Regions from separate parts of the Mus musculus genome. Here region 2 is linked to region 1. A link is a contact called in public HiChIP or PLAC-seq data. All regions are on one chromosome and are shown on one strand. The core of a region is the stretch at or near the end of the contact, and the rest is flanking DNA. Distances in the headings are between cores, read along the strand shown.

Region 1 (6,833 bases), core at 3,686-6,185:
AGGACTGAAGCATAGTGTGTTCTTTTTTTTTTTTTTTTTAAGATTTATTTATTTATTATATGTAAGTACACTGTAGCTGTCCTCAGATACTCCAGAAGAGGGCATCAGATTTTGTTACGGATGATTGTGAGCCACCATGTCGTTGCTGGGATTTGAACTCGGGACCTTCGGAAGAGCAGGCGGCGCTCTTAACCACTGAGCCGTCTTGCCAGCCCCGCATAGTGTATTCTTGCCCATCTAATGGACCAGAGAAGCCTCTGGGTCACACAGGTCACCTCTGAGGCCATGGTTTTTAGGCTCAGAGAAGCAAAATCTGGATATTCCTGAGGTTGCCTTCAGGCTCAGCCCAGTCATCTTCCCTGGAGACAACAGGCTACTGGGTAAGGGTCAGCACGGTTCCCAGAAGGACAGACATTAGACATCACTGGCCACCCAGCTGTTGAAACTGCGGTCAGGCCAGGCAGTGATGGCGCATGCCTTTAATCCCAGCACTTGGGAGGCAGAGGCAGGCGGATTTCTGAGTTCGAGGCCAGCCTGGTCTACAGAGTGAGTTCCAGGACAGCCAGGGCTACACAGAGAAACCCTGTCTCAGAAAAAAAGAAAAAAGAAAGAAACTGCAGTCAGGTAGCCAGACCCCAAGACAACATCTTGGGCCTGCGTCCCCATCTCTGACTTGTGGGGCTGCTTCCCTGAAGCAGGCATTGCTGTGCATGCAAGAGGGACATAAAGGCAGAAGAGGGATTCTGGGTAACTGGATCACCTCTGTCAGGTTCTCAGGGTTGGTTCCCAGCCCAGTCTCTCCCTGTGGTGACACTGTGGAATGTTGCGGTATTGTTTTTTAGGGAGTGCCCAGTAGGGATTTGTAGGCTCAAGGGTATGACCTGGGTGTGCACATGTATTTGTGTATACACAAGGCTTTGTGGCCATGAGACAGAGTGGGTATGGAAATACCTACTTTACACACAGCTGGGACAGGTCAGGACTGGGTCTCTGGGTTCCTGCAGATGTGTATGGACAGCAGTGGGTGTGTCAGCTTCTCTCCACAGATGCTGAAGCAAGAAGCAGCTTAGGCAGAGACAATGGTGGTCCTCTCCTCACAGCCTGCATGCTGTGCCCTTCCAGTGCTGTTTCCAGCTCTGCCCTGACCTCCAAGCTGCTCCCAGCATCCCTTGCTTACCTGCTTTCTCCTTGTCTCTTCTGCTCTCAGAAACCCAGATTTTCCTGGTGACAGGTAGGAGGCTCGCTCCTCCCAGCCCACGATAGCCTGGAGTCCGAGGCTGGCATGTAGCTGAAGCTCCCGGCTCAGGATCTAGAACATGGGCTGGAGTCCTAGCTCTGCTATTCAGATACCCAACCGTCTCTTCCTGTCTCACTTGTCACCTAATGGGGGCTTTGGGGCTGCTCAGGAAAGCACAGGGCCAGAGGACCCTGGTTGGAATTGGAAATAGAGCAGGGACCTGAGTTTCTCGGGGTTTATGAAGGATGCTGTCATCCCAGGTCATGCTCTGGTGGCACATAACAACCTTGGCCCACCGAGGGTACTTTCCAGCAAAGGGGCCTCCCTCACCAAGGGGCTACCACTTTTCTCTGGGCTCTCTCCTGCTACAAGCCTCCCACAGACCCTCCTGGTGAGAGGTATTCCTCAAAAAAGAAGCCAGAAGCCAGCTAGGGAAGGCGCCTGAGGCTCCTGGCCATTTGGCAGGATTTGTGGAGCTCCTGTGGTCTGTGTGCCAGGCTGTGCTGGGTGCAAGCAAAGTCAGCAAAGATGCCTGCCCTCCCACCGGGGAAGATAGGCAGATGAGGCCACACGAACATGGTGAATTATCTGCTATGCTTGCAGGTGAAAAGTCCGTGGAGGGGGAGGAGAAATGGGAGGGGAGAAGGCAGAGGAGAAGAAGGGTAGACAGTGGGGGCCCAGGGAGGCTGTGCTTGGCAGAATGCTGAAAGGCTGGGTTTGAGCAGAGGCTGAAGAGTAGGCCTAGACAACAGTGGGAGGATGGGCTTGGGATGGTCCCTGAGGTGCTGAAGAGCCCAAGATTCATAAACGTGTCCCAACTCCTTTGAGAATTTGACGATAGTCTTAAGCCCTCCCCAGGAACACATACACCGAGCATGCCCTTGTCCACATACCTATGTTCACGTGTGTGTGTGTGTGTGTGTGTGTGTGTGTGTGTGTGATCGCGCGCACAGTCTAAGTCACACCCATGTGTTAATGCATATGCTGACATATGCTTACAAGCACACATGCTTTTGAGAATTTTGGAATATTCCTGGATACCTTGCAATAATGGATCCCTGTCTATCCACTGCCTCAGGCTTGATCAGAGTAGAAACTGAGGCATGCAGAGAGAAGAGACTTGTTTAGGGTCACCCAGGTGAGGATTCTCCAACTAGAACTTGGGCGTGGTCTCTGGAAGTTAGAAAGCCCTTCAGGGGCCTTCAGAAAGATGGGGTATCTGGGCTAGATCCTGAAGGATGAGTGGGAACCCCTCACCTGTAGACCCAGAGGCCAGGTGAGATGACCCAGGGAGGGGAATGCAGCTGCCTAGCAGGCAAAGCCAATGCTTGGGTAACAGACCTAGCAATTGTTCCCCGAGCCAAATCAGCTCTAGAAAGAAAGAGCCAGCTTGAGTTGTAAGGTGACACCGTGCAACATGCTGGGGGCAGGATAATCTTGTATCTGGGCTTCTCCCAACTCCAGCTCCTACAACCTCCAAGTTTACCAGCCAGTCCTGAGGAAAGGGGGGCGGGGGGCGAGGACCACCTACCAAGCCCCTCCCTACACCCCCCCCCAACAGGAAGTGACTAAACGGGTAGCCAGATGCTGCTGATATCGGTAGGAAGGACGATCCTAGCACCCTACTCTACAATGAAGAAGCTCAAGGGTTCACGGTGGGACAGGACTAGAACCCAAGCTTTAGTAAGTCCATATTCCCTGCCTCAAGCTGCTTTGTCAAAGAGAAGGAACTGAAAGAGGTCAGAGGAAGGGGAAATAGAGGCTCTCTCTTTCTTTCCTGCCAGATCCAGGGGAGGTGAGCTCCTCCTCCCAACGGGTCTGGGCTGAGCCAGGGAGGGGCATTTGCTATCCTGGACCATACCCAGGACGGCCTAGGAAGTCACTTGCTATCTCTGAAGGGCTGGGGAAATCTGTACTCACCACACTGTCCCAAAAGACCAGGAAAGAAACCCCAAGACACGGAGGCGGACTTTGGTATGACCCTAACCGAGACAGCTCCTCCTCCTTCCCAGAGGCCTCCCAAGAAGCTTGGGAATTTGGAAAAGGAAGGAAAACAAAGATCCAAGGGTGAGTGGGGGGTCGGGGTGGGGAGAGAGAGCAAGCAGCAGGTCTCCAGAACCTTCCAGATGTGTCCAACTCTGTGCAGGGCAAGGCCAGGCCATCTCTTTTCCTCCACACAACTGCAGGGGGTGGTACTTCTCATTGCCTCCTAATGCAGAAGGCTCAGGGCAGGCAAATGGGAGTGTTTTGCATTATACTGAAATCAAAGGCCATGCAAGTTGTGTGTGGAATATAACCTATGGTAACTGGCTGGCATATGGGAGGGTCTGGGTTTCATTCCCAGCGCCACAATAAGTAAATACATTCAGACAAATTGATAACCTTGAGAGGGAGACAAGTTATAGAGGTGGTGTACTGGTTTTTAGGTCACAACAGAATGCCTCAAATCAAGAAAAAGTGTCAGGGCTGGAGAAATGGCTCAGTGGTTAAGAGCACCCTTCCAGAGAATCTGAGATCAAGTCCCAGCACCCATGTCAGGTGCTTCTGACTGCAATCCAGCAGGGCTCTGGGGATATTTAGATCATTTAGAGCCGGGTGTTGGTGGTGCACGCCTTTAATCCCAGCACTCAGGAGGCAGAGGCAGGCAGATCTCTGTGAGTTCAAGGCCAGCCTGGTCTACAGAGTTGAGTTCCAGGACAGCCAGGGCTACACAAGAGAATCCCTGTCTTGAAAAAACAAAATAAATAAATCTATCATAGGTGACCTGAGTGCTAGAGATGCCCATTATAAGCAGCATCCTGGGGGTGGGGGGTGGGGAAGAAGAATGGAGAAACCTCCAAGTCTGGGGTTGAATCCCAGATCCAGCACATTCTGTCACCCTCTGCGCCTCATGGGTGGCTTTGTGCATTGATGAAGAGGGTGGAGGCAGAAGGATGTACAGAGGCCAACACATCCGAGCAAGACACAAACTAGCACGGACACTGTGTCGACCCAGTACCCAGTGTTTTAGACGCTTTCCTGTACCAGGCCTCTGCATAGGGCTACAGTGATGTACACACCGGTCAGGACTTTGTCACACCACCACACAGGAGGCCTGTGCCCCCAGCCACAGTATGCCCACAATCACGCCACAGTACGGATCTATCTACACACCCCATGCACATAAGGGCCAATCTATCACACGCTGCAGAACACAGACACACAGATCCACTCACACGCAGAGCCCGACAAGCACTTTGGCCAGCTCCGCCTCACACAGCACACACACCCGCACAGGACGCCCGGGCAGTGGGCCGGCGCACGCACGGTCACAGGCAGGGCACGCGCACACTCGCGCGTCCGATTGCTGCGCACACACACACACACAGAAACACACACATACACACGAAAGAGGCGCGGGGCGGTGGCGGGAGCTCGCGGTCCAGGCGCCCCTGGCCCGGAGCGCGCAAAGCCCGGCTGGCGGGGGAGGGGACGCGGCCGCGCGGGGGCGGGGCGGGGGCCGGCGGGAGCGGGCACCTCCAGCGCAGCGCTCGGCCTCGCCGCCGCGCCCCCGCTACCGCCCCGGGGTGCAGTCAAGCGGCCGCGCCGGGCCCGCGGGACGGGGTGGAGGTGGGGTGGGGGGCGGGGATCGGGCCGGGCCCGGGCCGCGCTGCCTGCGATGCCGGGCGCCCGCCGCAGCCGCCGCCGCCGGAGCCCGGGATGGGGCGAGGAGAGGCTGCGGCGGACGCCAGCATCTCCCCGCCGGGGACCCCGGGGGCCCCGGAGCCGCCGCCGCCGCTGCTTCTACCGCCGCTGCTGAGACCCAGCGGACGATGGGTGAGTTGACCCTGGAGCCGGGGACCCGCGCCGCAGCCCTGCATCTTCCCCGCACCCCAGGCCTCGCCTCCGCGTCCTCCCCACTCCCGTCTCCCCCCGTGGTGGTCCCGCAGCCCCGGGGGCGGGGGCATGGGGCCGAGTAGGGGCGAGATGTGGGGGACTGCTTAACCGGCGCCCCCTGCCCCCACCCGCCTGCTCTCCGCAGCTCTCCGTGGCCGCGGGGCAGAGCCTGGCGCGGCGACCCCCTCCCTTGGCTGGACCGGGGTGGGGTGGGGGCGTCCCGAGGCGCGGAGCTCCAGCCATGCTTTGTGCGCTGCGCTCCCTTCCACCTCCGGCGCAGCTCGGGGCTGGGGGCGCGAGGCCTCAGCTCTTGCCTTCCCCACCCCCGATCCCGGGCTGCTGCGGCTGCTGGCCGAGGCCCAGGCGCGGTTGGGGTGCTGGGCGAGTGTGGGGGCTGTGGCTGGAGCTGTAACTACAGCTGCCTTAGTGGGGAGCAGGGAAAAGCTTAGCATGAGAGGCCCCCACCTTCTACTGGGGAGGGGTCTCCCTCTCTTTGCACTGCACTGCCCAGGGCGGAGGAGGGCTCCTGGCTGGGGGAGGGCGCTATAAATATCTACAAATAGTTCTAGAACCGGGCTGGGGTGGGGAGGGGAGCTTGCTTGGTTGTGCTAGTGGCGGGGGTGCCTGAGCTGGGGCGCAGCATCTCTGACTGCTGCGCCCCAGTCATCTCCGATGGCCTGAGGTCTGATGATGTTCCCTCGCCTGCGGAACTCAGAAGGGGGATGTAGGCAGGAACATTTTCCCTACTGGGATTTTTCTGTGGTCCTCCATCATCTCTGGGACACGGGTGCAGAAATGCCTTCATGGGGGATTGACCTGGAGGGACACAGTTATTAAAGGTCCAGGCAATGAGCCAACCGTGAGGATGACAGGGAGAGCAAGACAAGGCTCTCTCCTTCTGGGAGCTGGCAACTCCAGGATTATTAGTGCTGCCCAACGCTAAGGAGATAGGCAGGGTTTCTGGGAAAGTTAGAAAGAGGGGCTCTTTGCTCTAGGGAGGAAGAACCTACTGGAAGACGGAAAAGTTCCCAGGGCTGAAGAAATAGTAAGAGAAAGGACCGAGAGATGTGCTCTCTGGTGTGTTGAGAGATGGTGTGTAGCATGGTGGGACACTGAACCACGAGGAGAAATGAGCTGAAGAGTGGGTATCCATGTGTGGCCAGCTGTGGTTGTATAGTGATTAGTACTGTATGTTATGGTTGCAACAACCATGGTTCGAATCTGAGTCCCAACACCAGTGATAGGACAAATGCCGTGAGAGGTGAGGTGGGGGTACTTTTGGCAGGTGGTGCCAAGGTGTGCCTTGGAGTGTGGACATGAGGGATAGATAGATGGAGGCAGACACACAGGGAGACAGAGATAAGAGTTCTGACAGAGATGAGAGAGCTCTGGGGTGACTGGAGCCCTATTTTATGGGCAGCACCTAGCACACCTCGTGCACCGGCATAAGCTGCTGTTAGGTCCCCGAGGGTACGCCAGTGGGAACGCCTGATTACCTCTGAAGAGCGCTTCCGAACAGGATGGCCAGGTAGAGAAAATGTGGATGTCCACACCAGGAAGCTAGGACTGGCTCCAGGGGACTGCAGGGAGCTAGCTGTTCTTGGCAGGGATTGAGCAAATGGCCTCAGCGGCCTCTTTTGGAACTCTGTGTGTCTTGTCATTAGTGCTCATCAGTTACCCCATGCTGTGCTGTGAGGTATGGTTGTATGTGTGAGTGTCT
Region 2 (6,832 bases), core at 436-2,935, 1.0 Mb after region 1:
GCCAGCTATCAGGAAGCCCTCTGATTTGCTATGAAAGAAACAAACACCAGTAGATGAAACTCAGTTTAACTTTCAGCCAAGGGTTCCCCTCCCTACAGGGATGGGGCTGTGGGCCAGTTGGCTGTACCATTTTACCCCTGGAAGGCAGTTCATTTTCAACAATAAAACTTCATAAGTGGACTTTTTTTGGTGGAAGGGGCTTCTACAGTAAAGCCCTTAAGTTTGACTTCTTGAACATAAAGATCAGGCTACAGGCTTTGGCTTCAGATCTCGAAAACTTACAATTTGGGGACATTCCGGACACTTTATGGATTTTAAAACTATGTGAACCCATGAAGCATAGGTGTAATTTCATCATATTTAAGTAATGAAGTTCACATTCTTAGTCTTCACACACTTTATGCCAAAGTATTCGGGCAAGCAGTAAACTGACCACCAGTCTGTCCTTTGGTTCTGTCATCTAACAAAGAGAAATCCTGACAAAGACAAGCTATACTGTACTCACACACCTATCCAGCAGTTCTCAACATCAGGATACTCGTCTTTTCTTGGATCCCTTCCTTGTATGTGTTGAACACCATTCCAAGCGTTTTATTACGAATTCTTTCATTTACTGTCTGCATTCCAATGTAATAGGTATTGTTAGTTCCATTTTCCAGATAAGCAATCTAAACGTAGGTTTGATAATCTAACAGGGAAAGCTCCAGCACTAACCACTCTATAGTATTAGTGTTTTCTTATGGAGCGAGGAGGGCGGAAGTCATCAAAGGTACATAGACAAACAGTCACACACACATACACACACACACACACACACACACACACACACACACACACACACGCGAGACGGACACTTCTTTGGCGGTCAAGTTTCAAATCTGCGGAGCCCTGCAGACCTGGAGGCACCCATGCTGCTATATGGTCGTCAGGTCCAGGTGAACCTCCTTGCCACGAGAAGCCTGCGGATTGCACCTGGATCCTCCAGGTTTGCACAAGGGCCGGGAGAAAGCGCTCGACCGGTCGGTCCCAAGCAGATTACACACACTCGGGGAGCAGCCAGGGCGGGAACCTAGCTGCTCCCTAGCCAGCACAGCCCTGCAAGGCGGTGCACAGGTGCACGGTCGCACTCGACTGTCCTGTCGAGTGACCAGGGCTTTGAGACCCCAGCCCCTTGGGAAAGGGCGGGACTGGAGTGGAGGACTGCGGGAGGCAATCCCGGGCTCGGAGCCTACAGCGGCCGGCCGGTCCAGGGCACACGCGGAAGGGTCGAGGGGAGAAAGGATGCTCGAGCGGGGCGGGGCCGGTGGGGGAGGGGGACCCTGCCCGAACTCTCACTCACCGCCTCGTTCGCCTCCTGGCCCGGGCTCCGCGGCTCGCCCCACTCCGGTGCCAGCCGCTCACGTATCCTCCCGAGCCTCTAGTACCAGTCAGACTGCACCAAGTTAGGGAGAGGTCCGCGCAAGCCGAGGGAGCGTGGCGAGCGGGAACGAGGGGGTGGGGAGGGTGGGACGGTCGTTCTTGCCGCCGGGGACACCGCAGACACGACCGCCGCCGGCTCCACTCAGCCACGGAAGCTGCGGGCCCTCCCACCACTCCGGGTCCCGCCTCCGCACCCTCCCCCCTACCCGCCTGGGAGCGACAGCCGTATCGACCAATCAGAAACCTAGCGCCGTTAGGGCTAGCCCGATTTAGGGGGCGTTCGCCGAAGGAAGAGGAACGAGGGAGGCTAGTACGGCGGCGCGACTTCTGTGACTGACATCATAGCGCAGCCAATCGGTAACTGAGAGATGACTTCATCGCTGAAGGAAGTCTGGAACTGGCGGAGCGGCCGCCAAGAGGTGGGAGGAGGTCGGCGATGAGCCGGGGGGCGGAGTCTGGGTCTTAAAGAAACCGTAACACATCTGATCACCCTGTCAAAGGGTGACCGCGGAGCTAGCTACCTAGGGTTCGGTGCCCAGCCTGGAGGTTTAATGCAAAAATCCTGCAGTCTTCATCTTGGTCCTTCCTCCTGTCTTTGCTCCGCCGGGACTCCCAAGTCGATTATTTCACATTCGCATTTCCCGAAAGGACACAATAAATGCCGCTCTGGCCTGGAGCCCTGAACTCTGTCATGTCCCTGCCCTTCCGTGGCCAAGCGCTTTTTTTCTCTGAGTCGGTTCTCCTCCGGTAAAAGGACTGACACCTACCTGCCTAGACTGTTGAGATTATTTATCAACAGCGGAAGCGCTTGCAGCTGGAGGGAAAGAGTTGAATGAACCCAGATTTTATCCGGGGCCTCACTGCACTAAATGAATCTGGGCGGCTCTTCCAACTTTAAAATTCTAAACTGCTGGTGTGTAGCCTAAAAGTGTGTGTATGTCTGTGTGTGTGTGGGTGTGTGGGTGTATGTGTGGGAGAGAGAGAGAGAGCATAACTGCATAAATCCAACATTTAAAGAGACTTATCTACTAAAGCGGTGAGACTAGTTAAAGCCCACCCGGTCAAGTTGCTAAGAGCCACTATGGAGGCCCCTTTTCTGGAACACCACCCCTTCCCCCCAACAAAGGGGGAGAGCGCTGAAAAGGAGAAATAATTCGGACTTGGTGCCTTAGTGTTTCCGAAACACTTTCCCTTGGGAGATATAAACAACCGTCTATCTCCTCCTTTTAGGCCACCATCCACTGGATAAACTGAAGTATGATTGCCCCAGAGTCCAACGTGGAAAACCAGTGAGTTTATTGGGCTTGCTAAGAAATCATGGCTGGCCCCCAAAGCAGCGAGACCACCAAAAAGTTGCACCCCAGCATGGATGATGATGTCCCCATAGCTGCGTAGATGACATACACAGTTCAGTTAAACTTCCATAATCTACACAACTCTAGCCAAGTCACAAGACCTCAAGCAGCTAGGGCAAAATTGAGGACTTGAGAGATTCCTCTCCCCAATGAGCGGGGGGATGTTGGAGGAGGTAACTGGGATCCAGCAAGGATTCAGAGAAGCCCCCCCTAAGTCCTTCCGTCAATGCAGGAACATCTACAGTCAACAAGCCCAGTCTTGAGGGGCTCTTGCAAGATAGCTGTGCTTTTGCAAGGACAGAGCTGCTGGACACAAGGAAAAAGAAAGAAGGTTCTGGAGAACAGAGTCCCCAGTGTGAGAGCAAGGGTTAACACTGTAGAAGCAGAAACCCTCAGGGGCATCCTGACAGACATGGGAAGCCACAGTGACTGGAAGGAGGTAACGCATGTTACATCTCTGAGTGAGTTACTCTGTATGGCTTCCGTTCTCCCCCGGAAATCTCCCAGACTTCTCAGTGGTGTGTGGCTCTGTTGGGATAGGAGAAGGAGCTGCAACTCTCTCTATCCACTGCAGTAAGCCAGCCCGGCCCTGAGTAATTCCCAGTTATTCATCTGTAAGTCAGCTTCAAGTTCCGTACCATGTGTCTCATCACAGAACCTTGGAGGTAGCCCAGATCCTGTGGCCTCTTAGTCACACCTTCCCTCCCAAGATTAAAAAAAAAAAAAAAGAAAGAAAGAAAAAAAAAAACCACAAAAGCCCTAATAAAATTATATGTTCAATAACTATATATGCTATATAAATAAAAACTTAAAATGAAATAAGATTTTATGTATATAAGTCCTCTAACTTGCTATATGGTCAAGGATGACCTTGAACTCATGACCCTCCTGCTTTCGCGTCCCGGGTCCTGGGCTTCTGAGCACTCATCACCACACCTTGTACAACACGTAACTTCTTGAGGTACGTGTCTCACTGAGGGGTGAGACAGAGGAGATTCGGTAAACCGTAGCCTTGGGGTACCTGCGCTAAGTTGGGAGAAGCTAAGGTAATGCTTGAGAGACTTCCACAGTAGGCTGAGTCCTGACTAACAGATGACACATGCAGAGGCACCCTCAGAGGAGAAAGTCCTCCAGTCTGGAATTACTGGTGTGGTGAAGATTTCTCCAAGATAAGCCCAAGGCAGGGCATACTGGATATTGTCCACAAAGACGCAACCCTGGTGTAAGAGCCAAGGTGCAAAGGAACCACGAGTGTACGCTATTGGTTATTCAAAGAACAGTGTGCTCATTTATGGCCTTCTGCAGGGCACATTCCTCAGACCTGAAAAGCCCACCAGCTCACAAATAAACCTATTCTTCCATGAGCAACTCAAATTTTTTATTGTATACATTTTGTGTATGTATATATACATATGTATATATATTCAAAGTGCTGTATTTTTTAAATTTATAAGATTTAATGTACATGGGTGTTTTGCCTACATGTTTGTCTCTGCACCATGATCGTGCCTGGTGCTCTCAGAGGCCAGAAGAGGGTATCAGAGCTCCTGAAACGAAAATTACAGATGTTGTGAGCCACTACGTCAGTGCTGGAAACTAAGCTTAGGCCCTCTGGATGACCAGCCAGTGCTCTTAACCCCTGAGCCATCTCTCCAGCCCACTGCTGTCTTGCTTACACATGTTCTGTTTCCCTCTCATCTCTGACCTCGCCCCTACCTAGTGCTATTCTTTGGAACTACTCAGGATGGGACGCTGGAGACTTGGTGCGGTGGTTAAAAGCAGGCTCTGATTTTGGTTCTAGCAAGCATACAGGTCTGTATGTCCACCTCCAGGGGTTCCAGTGCCTCTGGCCTCTACAGGCATCTGCACACAATGCACATACCTACCCCCAACACAGACAATCACACGTAATTAAATATAATTTTAATTTTTAAAAAGTTTTGTTTATGTGTATGGTGTTTTACATGCCTGTATTTCTTAGCACCATGTGTGAGCCTTATGCTCACAGAAGCCAGAAGATGACATCGGATTCCCTGGCACTGGAGTTACAGGTGGTGGTGAGCAGCTGTGCAGGGACTGGGAGTTGAACCTGGGTCCTCTGGAAGAGCAGTCAGTGCTCTTAACCTCTGAACCATCTCTCCACACATTAAAAGAAATATTTTTGAAAGCTACACAGAATATGACTGCTTCTGCTTTCCCTCTTCCCAGTTCCATCCCCAAAGCAATGGGGGTACCATCCCTTTTCTTGTTATTGTCTCTTAGATAGCAGTTCCTATATGGCCAACTGACTTGAAGTGGGCATTCTTCATTTTGTCAGGATCTTTGGGAGACATATAATTTTTGTTGTTGTTGGTTTTGTTTGTTTGTTTGTTTTTCTTTTTTTTTAAAGATTTATTTATTTATTTATTTATTTATTTATTTATTTTATGAAAGTACACTGTAGCTGTCTTCAGACACCCCAGAAGAGGGCACCAGATCTTGTTATAGATGGTTGTGAGCCACCATGTGGTTGCTGGGATTTGAACTCAGGACCTTCAGAAGAGCAGTCAGTGCTCTTAACCGCTGAGCCATATCTCCAGCCCAGTTTGTTTGTTTTTCGAGACAGGGTTTCTCTGTATAGCCCTGGCTGTCATGGAACTCACTTTGTAGACCAGGCTGGCCTCAAACTCAGAAATCCGCCTGCCTCTGCCTCCCAAGTGCTGGGATTAAAGGCATGCACCACCACACCTCCTGGCGATATATCATTTTTGTTCTTCTAGCAAGCATTCTCTGACTCTGTCTCTCTGTCTGTCTGTCTGTCTGTCTGTCTGTCTGTCTCTCTCTCTCTCTATGTCTCTGTTTCTCTCTCTCAAACTCTCTTCCTTACCCTCTGTCCCTCTGCTGTCATAGGTACGGCTCCATCACTCACATTGCAAGAACGACCAACCACTGCAGTGTTTATTGCTACAACCACCACCACCACTCTTGTAACCAACAACAACTACATGACTACCACCATCACCATCAGCACCACCACCATCACCAATGGCAGCAGTACCACTACCACCACCAACCAGCAGCAGCCGCACGGTTAGAAAAGTCATATGACCCAAGAGAGTCCAATCAGAATGAGTCCTGAGACGTCTGTTCACCAAATGGAATGGAAATGTTCTCTTTGCTGCGACACAGGCCAGGCCTCCTGAGCTGTAGAGGGAATTATCAGCAAGAATCCCAGGCAACATAAAGCAACATCAAAGCAGACAGAGGGACTGGGATAGAACTCATTGGTAGAGCACTTGCCTTGTATACTCACATCCCCAAGTTAACACACACACACACACACACACACACACACACACACACGAGAGAGAGAGAGAGACAGAGACAGAGACAGAGACAGACAGAGACAGAGAGACACAGGAGACACAGAGAGAGAGAGCCATGGAAGAGAGAGCTTGTAATCAGAATTGATTGAGGGAGAACAAAAAGGCTGAAGAGGAAGTTGAACAACACAGGGGAAGGGAACGAACCCAGCAAGCCCTAGCTTGAGCTTGTCTTGGCCCCAATCCTCAGGGGGAGAGCTCCAACGGTCTGCAACACAGGAAACTTTTTGTGTCTCAGTGTCTCAGTCACTGGCTGAGGGCCTTGAGGGAGTGATGATCCCTGAGGCAGCTCTCTTTAACTGAGGAATTTGGGAGGAGTTGGGAATTTGGGGGCAGCAGGGGAAACCCCTTAGCAGGGGAGCATCCCTGGCAGCTGCGTGGGGAATGAATGTGCTGGGCTGAGGTGATGTGAGACGATGCCAGCTGCCCCTCCAGAGCTGGGCTTTCTACCATTGACAAATGTAATGAGTGAAATAACGGGGTGTGGCCAGGAGACAGTGAGGACATGGCCCTCCTAGATGACTGGTCTCAACTGTTATTGCAAGCTATACCTTTACATATCTGTCAACAAACTGGGTGACTATACTGATCCTTTGGCTCAAACTAACCTGAAAAGCAGTTCTTTCCACTCCACCTCCTTCTAGTTCTCTCTCTACAAACTAGTCTAAATTCACTCTTTCTTTTTGGGAGAGGAGA

Evidence for each region. HiChIP or PLAC-seq counts read pairs in DNA pulled down with a chosen protein or histone mark.
Region 2: a contact with region 1 is called in a FOXA1 HiChIP or PLAC-seq map of pancreatic cancer cells. The contact joins the promoter of 4930483J18Rik here to the promoter of Mgat3 in region 1. A contact is called at or near these places in 1 of 39 promoter capture datasets (hippocampal neurons), 1 of 484 Hi-C or Micro-C datasets (embryonic stem cells) and 1 of 115 datasets of contacts at active chromatin or transcription factors (pancreatic cancer cells).

The regions. Positions count from the first base shown.
Region 1 is chr15:80,168,786-80,175,618 of GRCm38.p6, forward strand. It overlaps Mgat3 (mannoside acetylglucosaminyltransferase 3), which reads left to right and starts at 4,936. Exons shown (of 2, transcript NM_010795.4): 1 at 4,936-5,053.
Region 2 is chr15:81,189,168-81,195,999 of GRCm38.p6, forward strand. 4930483J18Rik (RIKEN cDNA 4930483J18 gene) reads left to right here and starts at 1,686. Exons shown (of 2, transcript NR_015603.1): 1 at 1,686-1,838; 2 at 2,650-3,590. It overlaps Mrtfa (myocardin related transcription factor A), which reads right to left and starts at 1,569. Exons shown (of 14, transcript NM_001082536.2): 1 at 1,340-1,569.